3 separate regions of the Hordeum vulgare genome follow, and all the other regions are linked to region 2. Evidence: chromatin contacts called from public Hi-C data. All regions are on one chromosome and are shown on one strand. Each heading gives the region's core, a stretch centred on a gene start, on an enhancer-like site or on the middle of the called end of the contact. The rest is flanking DNA. Distances are from core to core; before and after follow the strand shown. Region 1 holds the start of LOC123440250 (GDSL esterase/lipase At5g45670-like). Region 2 holds the start of LOC123444400 (integrin-linked protein kinase 1-like). Region 3 holds the start of LOC123440249.

What was found. A called contact is a pair of places that touch in the nucleus more often than the background predicts.
Region 1: a Hi-C map of seedling shows a contact between it and region 2, with 2.8 times the contacts expected there. The contact joins the promoter of LOC123440250 here to the promoter of LOC123444400 in region 2. A contact is called at or near these places in 1 of 6 Hi-C or Micro-C datasets (seedling) and 1 of 1 datasets of contacts at active chromatin or transcription factors (embryo).
Region 3: a contact with region 2 is called in a Hi-C map of leaf, with 6 times the contacts expected there. The contact joins the promoter of LOC123440249 here to the promoter of LOC123444400 in region 2. A contact is called at or near these places in 3 of 6 Hi-C or Micro-C datasets (leaf and seedling) and 1 of 1 datasets of contacts at active chromatin or transcription factors (embryo).

What each region holds. Positions count from the first base shown.
Region 1 is chr3H:485,008,682-485,012,008 of MorexV3_pseudomolecules_assembly, forward strand. It overlaps LOC123440250 (GDSL esterase/lipase At5g45670-like), which reads left to right and starts at 1,554. Exons shown (of 5, transcript XM_045116830.1): 1 at 1,554-1,953; 2 at 2,580-2,704; 3 at 2,821-3,066; 4 at 3,187-3,327. The coding sequence starts at 1,701.
Region 2 is chr3H:485,172,925-485,176,273 of MorexV3_pseudomolecules_assembly, forward strand. LOC123444400 (integrin-linked protein kinase 1-like) reads left to right here and starts at 2,020. Exons shown (of 12, transcript XM_045121100.1): 1 at 2,020-2,674; 2 at 2,962-3,036; 3 at 3,122-3,217; 4 at 3,345-3,349. The coding sequence starts at 2,318. It overlaps LOC123444401 (a long non-coding RNA gene), which reads right to left. Exons shown (of 4, transcript XR_006630989.1): 4 at 2,681-2,778.
Region 3 is chr3H:484,955,223-484,958,721 of MorexV3_pseudomolecules_assembly, forward strand. LOC123440249 reads right to left here and starts at 1,298. Exons shown (of 1, transcript XM_045116829.1): 1 at 1-1,298. The coding sequence starts at 1,223. The coding sequence ends at 111.

The DNA.
Region 1 (3,327 bases), core at 304-2,803, 160 kb before region 2:
ATACACATTTGTTCTCTTATTCTAGACTATGTATTGCTGTGTTGGCAACATTGGAGGGATGCTACACTGAAGGAAGCATGAGTGATTGTTAGAACATATGTATAATTGTGATTAGATCATTGTATATAAGCCAAAATGAGTTCATGACAAGTGATAAACTGACTACGCTTAATCTATGAATGAATATGGGAGTGAAGTGATATTTGTTTGTACCAAAGCAGTGCTTGACATGAAAAAAAAAGCTTTGCCATAATGTAGAACAAACTGAAAACTGTATGGGATGAGATCATCGGCCCATGTTAAGTAAATATTGCATAACATTATTTGGATGTAGAGGATTCAAGCAGTAAAAAAAGATGTAGTGGATTCAAGTCATTTAGAACATTATCGCAAGCTAACATTTACTCTATAGAACATGGTTAATTTCTAGAAAACTGTTGGCAGGAAAATCTAGATGATTGGCTAGCACAAAAAACATTTGATGGAATTAGTAAATTTGCTATCTTGGCATTTGTGTTGGTGGTGAGTTGTTAGATTTGTCAATGGGGTTTTACCACGGGCATTCATTTTGATCGCTTTCATCAAATTGCTCTAAGATTTTATTGAAAATATGAGAGATGGTTGTTGTGGCCATAGTACCATTCAAATTCCTAACAACCTGAAGTTTATTCCTCAACTTGTTTTCTACATCTACACGATTGCAGCTGGAGCAAACAAAGTTTTGTTCCATTATTAATTTTCTTTACATGGGTTGATAGGGTGTGAGATTACATGGTCTTATGTTTATAGAGACATGGGCTTCCCTATTGTAGTTTTGAACTTATGTCTTGAATTGTTTTATGTGCTATGTGCTATGCTGAACTTATGTCTTAAATTGTTTTCCAGATATGATGCACCGATCATTATTAGGATGTTGACACCATTCACATATCTGATGCATTCTTTTTGAAGACTTGATATTGATTTTGTGATGTTAATATATACTTGTTGATTACCTCGAGCAAGGATACTACATCCTTTACATCATATTTTGAGTACACACACGTGCACTGTTACTAGTGGAACCAAGTAACCAACTGCCACTTACCAATCCATAGATGCATGCTGTCCTCTTGAACAGTCACCCAGTGGGACGGAAACGAGGAATCACGCAGGCCGACATCCTGAGTCCCGGCCTGACGTGAGAAACACGAGCCGATACTGTGTCCGTGCCACGACGCTACCTGCAAATCCCCCGGCCGTCTCACAGTCCTTGCATCCCAAACTGCACCAGGCCAGGCCTGCCGCCGGCGCGGTACTACGGCGCTACCCCGACGCGCGGCCGGTGACCAATCAATACGGCCCCACGGCGCGGCTCTTAACCAACCGTGACTGCTCCAACCATGCACGCACATGCAGAGGTAGCCCGATCCCGACGACTTCCGGAGCGTCTCCACTGCAGCGCTACAGCAAACCGTGTCCCTCCAGATCGAGCGCGCGCGCCCCGGCCATTACATGATCTAGCCCTAGCGGTAGCCACCATCAACCAGCTGCCCTATAAATACGGCTCGAACGTGCCGGCCTCTTCCGGTCGATCACGCATTTCCTCCGTCCACCCACCTACCTACCCAGCTCGTCCGCCGGCTGGCCACGAACCTTCCAACTTCCAAGTCAAGCAGCTAGCTACTACTAGCTAGCTAAGAAGCGCGGCGGCGAGAGAAATGGAGCGTGTCTCGCCGTGGGTGGCGCCGTGGCTGGTGGTGGTGGTTCTGGTGGCCGCCGCGACCGGGCGGAGCGCGCGCGCCGATCCGCAGGTGCCGTGCTACTTCGTGTTCGGGGACTCGCTGGTGGACAATGGGAACAACAACGACATCGCGTCGCTGGCGCGGGCCAACTACCCGCCCTACGGCATCGACTTCCCCGGCGGAGCCACCGGGCGCTTCAGCAACGGCCTCACCACCGTCGACGCCATCTGTAAGACCCGGCCCGCGCTCTTTCCTTTTTCTTTCTTTAGCCTCTGTAAAATAACACCTAGGACTGCACACATATCGACTGAACGTACACGAGGTGTTAATTTGCGGCACACGTCTTTCTGATGCATAGAGTAAGTGCCAAATTCTGTTGTGATGATGTAGACCCCTTCATTTACCGTGATGACGATGTCCATATGCTATCTTGGTAATCTAAAAAGAAAGGCAAAATCCATGAAGCACAGGGGTGGACACGATTGTCTAGTTAAGGAGCGCGCGGACGGATGCAGCTAAAAGAACCAGACCAGACAGGCAGCAACCCGTGACTGTGCCTGAGCCAGATGATCGCTGGAGATTGGAAGCAAGGCTAAAGAAGGCCACTGCGCATCTGTACTCATGTGTGCAGTCGCGTCACCATCATCCGTTAAAGACTAGTTCAATTTGTGCTCATGGAGTTCACTGAACTTTATGACACCATATATATGCAGATTTTGTCTAGCGTACCAACGAACTAGTGGCTAGATAAGTTTAGTGATGTAGATGTCCACCCTGTATAGGTCTACTTCCATTCCATGCATCATCAAACTGGATTAGCACCCGCACGTTTAATTAATTTGCTGTATGTTTCAGCTCGGCTTCTGGGCTTCGACGACTACATCCCAGCGTACGCGGGAGCAAACAACGATCAACTCCTCTCCGGCGTCAACTTTGCCTCGGCCGCGGCCGGAATCAGGGACGAGACCGGACAGCAACTGGCACGCACTCACAAACTTTTTTCTTTCGCAGAAGAAACGTGATGTATATGATCGTGTTGAAATAACGTGGCCTAGCTAATTAACGTTGCACGAACGCTGCCGAACATGGCATGCAGGGCCAGCGCATAAGCTTGGGCGGGCAGCTCCAGAACTACCAGGCGGCGGTGCAGCAGCTGGTGAGCATCCTGGGGGACGAGGACTCCGCGGCGAACCACCTGAGCCAGTGCATCTTCACGGTGGGCATGGGCAGCAACGACTACCTCAACAACTACTTCATGCCCGCCGTCTACTCCACCAGCCGGCAGTACACCCCGGAGCAGTACGCCGACGTGCTCGTCAGCCAGTACACGCAGCAGCTCAGGGCACGTACCGCATGCCCAGTTGCCAACACGATCGAGCATGCAGTGAAACGCATGCATGCATGGCTGTGTTGTTGAACTTGATGATGTGTGTATGTAATGTACGTGCGTGCCTGTATGCAGGTCCTGTACAACAACGGGGCGAGGAAGGTGGCGCTGATGGGGGTGGGGCAGGTGGGGTGCAGCCCCAACGAGCTGGCGCAGCAGAGCTCCGACGGCGTCACCTGCGTGGCGCGGATCAACGGCGCCATCGAGATCTTCAAC
Region 2 (3,349 bases), core at 770-3,269:
TATGGCTTCACGATGATGGTGATCACTACAAGATATGTGAGAATGTTCATCTATCAAGATCCGGTGGTTGACTTCTGTGGTGAGATGCAAAATATGGACGATGACTTGACTCAAAATAATGGTTGTGCATTGGTGGAAATCACATAGCATGTAGCACCTAGGATGGCAAAAAAGTGGTGGCGACAACACTTGAGTGACTCTGATGGAGGTGCTACTCAAGCCCACGATCGCGATCTCTAGGAGAAAGACCCGAGCAGGTTATACCTGGCAATGTCGATGTTTTTTTACGTTGTTGTTGAAATATAGGGTGGGTATTAGGCCCATCCAACAAGTTTAGAAAAATGTATAAGGGCTGATGTGGGTAACCTCACTAGGTGGTGGGAAATTTAGTACCACCTCGCTAGTGGAGAAAGTTTTGGATCCCCTTTGTAAGGAGTCCTCTTTCACATGCTATTAGAGCTTGAGAAGAGGAGTGGTTCCCACGTGCTCCTCCTCTGTCACCCGCCTCACCACGCGTCACACACGCGCATCATGATTCGTGAATGAATTGTGCCGAGCTCAGATGCGCTTAATTTTTGTCGGTTAGAAACCAAGAGTCCTTGATAGTCGAGCCATGATTCCGAGATGTCAGATCGTGGGTTCTTGTCGACTCGAACATGGGTTCATCCCACGTCTCTTCACTCGGCTGCGTATATATGTTGGAGGCGTCGACAACCCTAGTCCACCACATCTGCTTTGCCGCCACGTGTAGTGCTCACTCTCGTTTCGCTCGCTGATGGTGTCATCGGCGATCCCACTCCGTTCACCATGTGCATGATTGTACGGGAGAGCATGCATCTGGAATTCCGCTCTTCGAGACAATGTACGGGAGAAGGGCCTTTAGGGTTTTAGGGAGTGTCTCCTACGCGACTGCTCGCCACCGTTTGTCTACATCCACTACTTTCTTTGTGTCCTCATCGCCTTCGTCAGCATCATGTCCACCAAAGGATATAACTTGTTTATTCCTTTCTTATTTATTGGTGTGTTGACCGTCGTACTAGTTGTCTACGTAGATGTTTCTGTTATAAGAATAGCACTTGTCTATTTGGTCATATTTCGGTATGTTATTAGTGTTGTCCATGTTGTTCACGATTTATTTCTGGATTAGATCAAAACATTGGTAAGAGCCCGGACTTAGCAAATATGACCCCCTAAACGTCAACCGAAGGCGTTTATTTTGACCCCCTATTTTTCGTCTGTGCGGCCACACTTCTTGTTTTTTTACCCATATATCCGGTTACTTACACGCGATCAATGGAGAAGAAGAGAGGGAAAGAAAAGAATGAATAAAGAAAGAGAAAAGTTGGTCCATGGTGTTGCGTCCTACGTGATGAACTGACCGGGCGCGTCCGCGAGCCATCATATCTTTCCTACATTTAAGATGGATATGAGGGATGCCGATCAGTCCGGACGTTTAGGAAGAAAGTGACAATCCGGTTGGGTCAACTTTTTTTGACCGTACACTATTAAAGAGCGTTTCAGGTGTTTGAGGAGGATATGGAAGGTCCGACTATAGATGCTCTAATATACACAGTAGGTCTTACATTGTTTGGATATGCTGGGATAGATTGATTCATGAGACCGTTGTCTTTGATGGTTGGATCCGGTGACGGTGATGTTTGAGTGTCATTTTTTATTGAAGGTGTTGGAGTCGAAAAATCTTATCATTTATGTGGTGTCATGAAATGGTTGTTGCGGGTACCTTTGTTATTGTAGTCTGTCGATCGTGAATCTCACTGCTTTGAGATTTCTATTTTTCTTGCCTACATATAATTTTGATCATATATGACTTTGTTATTTGTCGGTGTTTTTTAATGTATGTTGGTGTTGATTGTGTGTAACACTTTGTACACAAGGCAGGTGCATGCTTTGGATGCTCTTTTTTGAGCCGACAATATACGGAGTACATCCTTTATTATTAAAAATAAACACAGTTACTATGAGTTTTTTTTTTCAGAGAACAATTACTATAAACTTCACGAGCAAGCACCAACCGTGCGTGCGTACACGATACGCCCACCCAGCACGGCCGGCCTAGAACAAGCCTCCGCTTCGGCGGGGTATTGCCACCGTTTGAGACCGCAAGCGGCGATTACTAGTTAGTTGGTGGAGCTGTTGCCAGATCAGCCGCCACCCAGCCGTCTTTTTCCATCCAAGTTCTCAACTTCCGCTCCCAAACCCCCTCCCTCGAGTCCTTCCTCGGACCGACGGACCCTCCTCCCCTGCTCTATTCAATTCCTTTGCCACAAGTCTCCGATCGGATCTCCCGGCGCCGACCATGGAGCCCAAGCCGCCCACGCCCACGGAGGAGGAGGCGGCGGGGGCGACGACCCCTCGTTTTAAGCTGGGGAAGCAGTCGTCCCTGGCGCCCGTCCGCGGCGGCGCCGATGAAAACGGCGCTGAGCTGTCGCCAGAGGCCGCCGGCGTCGCGGGTTTCCAGCTCATGTACCTGGCGCACGAGGGCAACGCGGAGGGGATACGCGAGCTCCTAGACGCCGGCGCCGACCCCAACTTCCGCGACTCCGACGGCCGCACGGCGCTGCATATCTCCGCGTGCGAGGGCCACGCCGAGGTCGTCGAGCTGCTCCTCGACCGCGGCGCCGAGGCCGTCGTCGAGGACCAGTGGGGAAGCACGGTGAGCATGCTTCAAACTTTCGCCTTTGTGTTGCTCCGTCTGTTCTGCTTTCTTGACAACTCTCATAAATTTCCGATTGGGATTCCGATTTACTGTCTTATCTGCTGGGAGAAGCAATCAATCATTATATGCCCTCCGTTAAGAGCTAAATTTCTGTTTTAAAAATAATAATTCTCTATAGGCTTTGTTTTTTCAATTTATAGTACATATAGTACTTGCTGCCAACAACTATATACATGTATATGCTTTCACTTCAGTTAATTGTGTGTTGCACTACTATCCGGCAGCCTTTGGCAGATGCGATGCATTACCAGAATCATGATGTTATCAAGATCTTGGAGAAGCATGACTCCAACCATAAGGTACTATGCTGTATTTTTATTACGCTTGCATGTTCGGGCGTTCCAGCGTTCTTATATAATAGATATTCACTTCCTTTTTTTGAAGGTTGCTCCTATGCATGTTAACAGTGATCGTGATGTTCCTGAATACGAGATTGACCCAAACGAACTTGACTTCACTAATGGCAAAGATTTAGCTAAGGTATGTGTTAAACTAGCACTCACAAATTTTACTCTAATAACTAGTCTGGACATGAAGTGTCTCTTCCAATGCTACTGTTGTTTAAATGATCTCTTGTTTGTTTCTTGTAATTTCATTACCTTCTCAGGGTAC
Region 3 (3,499 bases), core at 48-2,547, 220 kb before region 2:
CAACGACCACCATCAGTTTCTTCTTCTGCCACGTAACTACAGGCACCATTTCGTCGTAAGCCCATATGCTAGACAATGACGAACAATTGATCAAGCAGCAACAAAAAAACTCAGCTGAGGTGCTCCTCAATCCAATTGAACATCTCATCAGTTTGCAAGCTTGTCATCTCATGGTACCCATAAGCAAGATTCAGCTCCTCCTGGATGTGATCAGCCCACTGGGATACCTCCTCCCAGAACCCGCTCTTCACCACTGCATCCTTCCATGGAGTTGTCCGGCCATCCTTCCTCATGTACCCCCTCTCATCAACGAATCCTTCCTCACTGAAAACCTTCCAAATCCTTTCAGACAACCCATGATCAAGCCCTGCTATCCTATCTGACAGAAGCGTCGGCGTCAGAGGAAGCTCCAGGCTCTGAAGCTCCATCACCTCAACGCCATTGCTCCTCAGCATCTTCACATTCCTTCCCACCAGCGCGGCCCTCTTACGGTCCTTCGGCATGTGGAGGAACATCGACGGCGGATAGCCCGGCGGCGCTCCCGCCAGGTCGAACGCGCCCTCAGAGATCATCATCACGACGGCGGTGAGGCTCATCTTGGCCGCAAGCCGGGAGACGAAGTACCCACCGGACGACGCGCCGAGGGCGACCACTGGAAGGTCTCCAAGGCCGTTCTTGGCGGTCCAAGATTGGATCGCCCGCTTGGCCGCACCCACCTCCTTCCCCAGCGACCAGCAGTCCCCGGCGCTCGCCACTGCCAGCACCGCGAACCGCCTCCGTAGCGCGCGGGCCGTGATGGCGACGTCCTCCGGCAGCCCAACGCAGCCGGGGCAGTGCTGGGACGGCGGCCAGAAGTTCTCCGGGCGGCAGTGGCAGCCGTGGGCTACGAAGAGGACCCCCCTGGCCGGCGCCGCGGGGAGCTCCCAGATGGCGCGCGCGCCCTCGATGTGCCCCACCGTCGGGGACGAGGGCGCCGGCGATGCCGTACTGGATTCCTTTGAGAGGCTGCCGATTTGGGACGCCGGGGAGGTTTTGGAGTAGAGGAAGACGCCGGCGGCCGCGCATAGCAGGAGGGCCAGCGACGCGAGGGGGGTGGTCAGGCGGAGTGCTAACCGCTTTGCACCGTGAGACGGCGGCGGCGGCTTGCTCTGCCGGCGAGTAGTGCCAGCCATCTGGCTGGCCGAGGGGAGTGGTGATGGGGAGGAGTTGGGCACGAGTGACATGACACGAAGGGGATGAGATCTCGTCAATGGCTTTCGGTTGCCATTTCCGGGCACCCGCAGCTTCGAGGAGACCGGCAGAGTGATGGGCTGAATATCTGAGGGCTAGTGAACAGGCCGGACATGGGCTGCATTCGGTTGAGGCCTTGATTTTTTAGTTCGCTTCCTATAACAGATCTATTGAGTTGTGCTTTTTTAAATGTTAGAAGTATTTTCTAAATTTGCGACTTTTTTGAATGTTTAAATTTTCTCAAATTCGTGAATATTTATTAAATTATTTTTTAAAACGTGTAAAAATAAAAGTTCAGGAATTTTAAAAATAAGTAAACTTCTTAAAAAAATTGATAGTCTTTGTTCTGAGCTAGCAGTAGAGTGAGTTGAAAGAAAAGCTAAGCGAGCGAGCGAAGCATGGAGCCAAACTGGGTGAGCGAGAGCTTCATGAGCCGATCCATGTGAGCTTTATATCTGCAATTCTATGATTTCAACGCGAATTAAATTTCTATGTTAAACGACCGCCGGTTGCTACAGAGTTTGATCCAAAACCAAACACCTGATAAATCCACCCTCCTCTTAGAACAAATATCGTCCTTAACCTTGGTCCAACACAATATATGAATGAAAAAAACCCTTCGTAGTGAGAGTCGGACCAGCATAAATAAACCAAAACGAAATAACCAATTACAATAACTGCCTAGAGAAAAAAAATCATAAATGAAAAGTAAAGCAGCAACTTAGATTGACATGAGCCTTTTTTGTTTCAAGAACTAGATCACACCATTGGCCATCCTGACTGCTCGGTCGTCTTTGCAGCTTATCGATATATATTTAATTGCAGTGAAGCTCTAGAGATTGAGATACACGCGTTGTTCATTGGTATGACGCTTGCTACACAGCATACAGAGCTTTCAGTGTTTGTTCAGTCAGAATCTTCAGCTGCCTTATCTTGTATTTTCACATTATAATGAGATCGTCCGGTGTATGCTTAGTTAGTGGCTGAAATTAAAGCTCTAATGATTGATAGGGTTTTTGTTCCGTAGAAACTTCATAGGTCACAAAATAAAGTTGGAGATTGCATGGCAAGGTATAGTCATTCTAAACAAGCTACGTTTGTGTGACTCGGTAGAGGCCCCTCGGTGGCGGAGGACCCGGTACGGCAAGGCATGGCGGCCGCCCTACCTTAATTTTGTTGGTGGAGATTGCGTGCAAGGCGACGCTTCGGCACAGTGGCGTTGTCGGTGGCGAGTGACCAAAGGGCGCCCTACCTCAATTTTTGCCCGTCCTCTGCCACTGAGGCCCCTCACCAAACACATTCAAACACATTAAGCATCGCCATAATGGTGGCCAACTAGCTACGCCATGCTCCTTTCCGTGGATCGGCCCATGTAGGGTGTGTTGGTCCTTATAAATTGAAAAAAAGTTCATATAATTTCATATCTCTAAATGGGCCGGATCATGACGTAGCGCTGCTAATGCCGATTAGTAAAATTTACCTTTAATCGATGCATGTGGCGTTAAATATGGTTTCCCGTCAGCAGTGGCCAGTGCACGACCGTAATTGCTCGTTCATAACTTTATTATGACTAGTAAAAGGGCCCGTGCGTTGCAACGGGAGAAAACCCCACCATCTTCAATGGCGATGATTACATTATGTTCATATCTCATCGCATGATTTCGAAAATTTGTTCACAAATGCAAGAAAATATTTCTTCTTTTAATTTTATTCACAATTCACAAGTTGAAACAATGTTTACATTTTTTTAAAAATATCGTGGTTATCAAAAAACTTAGTAACTCAAAGAATTATTCTGAATTTCATTTTTTTTAAATATACTATAATATTCCGATCCACCCTGACAATTAATTCTTCAAAGTTCACCCAGGTACATAATCTGAAAGACTCAGAAGCATTACTGTTGAACTGCATACATTCGATCATTCGTGAACATTTTTATAAATTTGGGAACATTTTTAGAATTGACAACATTTTTTACTATCTATAAACATGTTTTTAAAATTCCAAACAATATTTTATATTACGAACTGCTTTCAAGTATTTTCTTGTGAATTGGCGAATGATTCATTTTTTGAATATCAAACATTATTTTAATTACATTAATGAAATTGCTCAAAATGGTGGACTTTTTTTGATTCATGAATGTTTTCTCCAAAATTACGATTTTTTTTAATATTGAAACATTTTTAGAAAAATCCTGAACAATTTTTGAATTCACAAACATTTTATGTTTTATCAAACATTTATGTAAATATTGTTTTTCGAA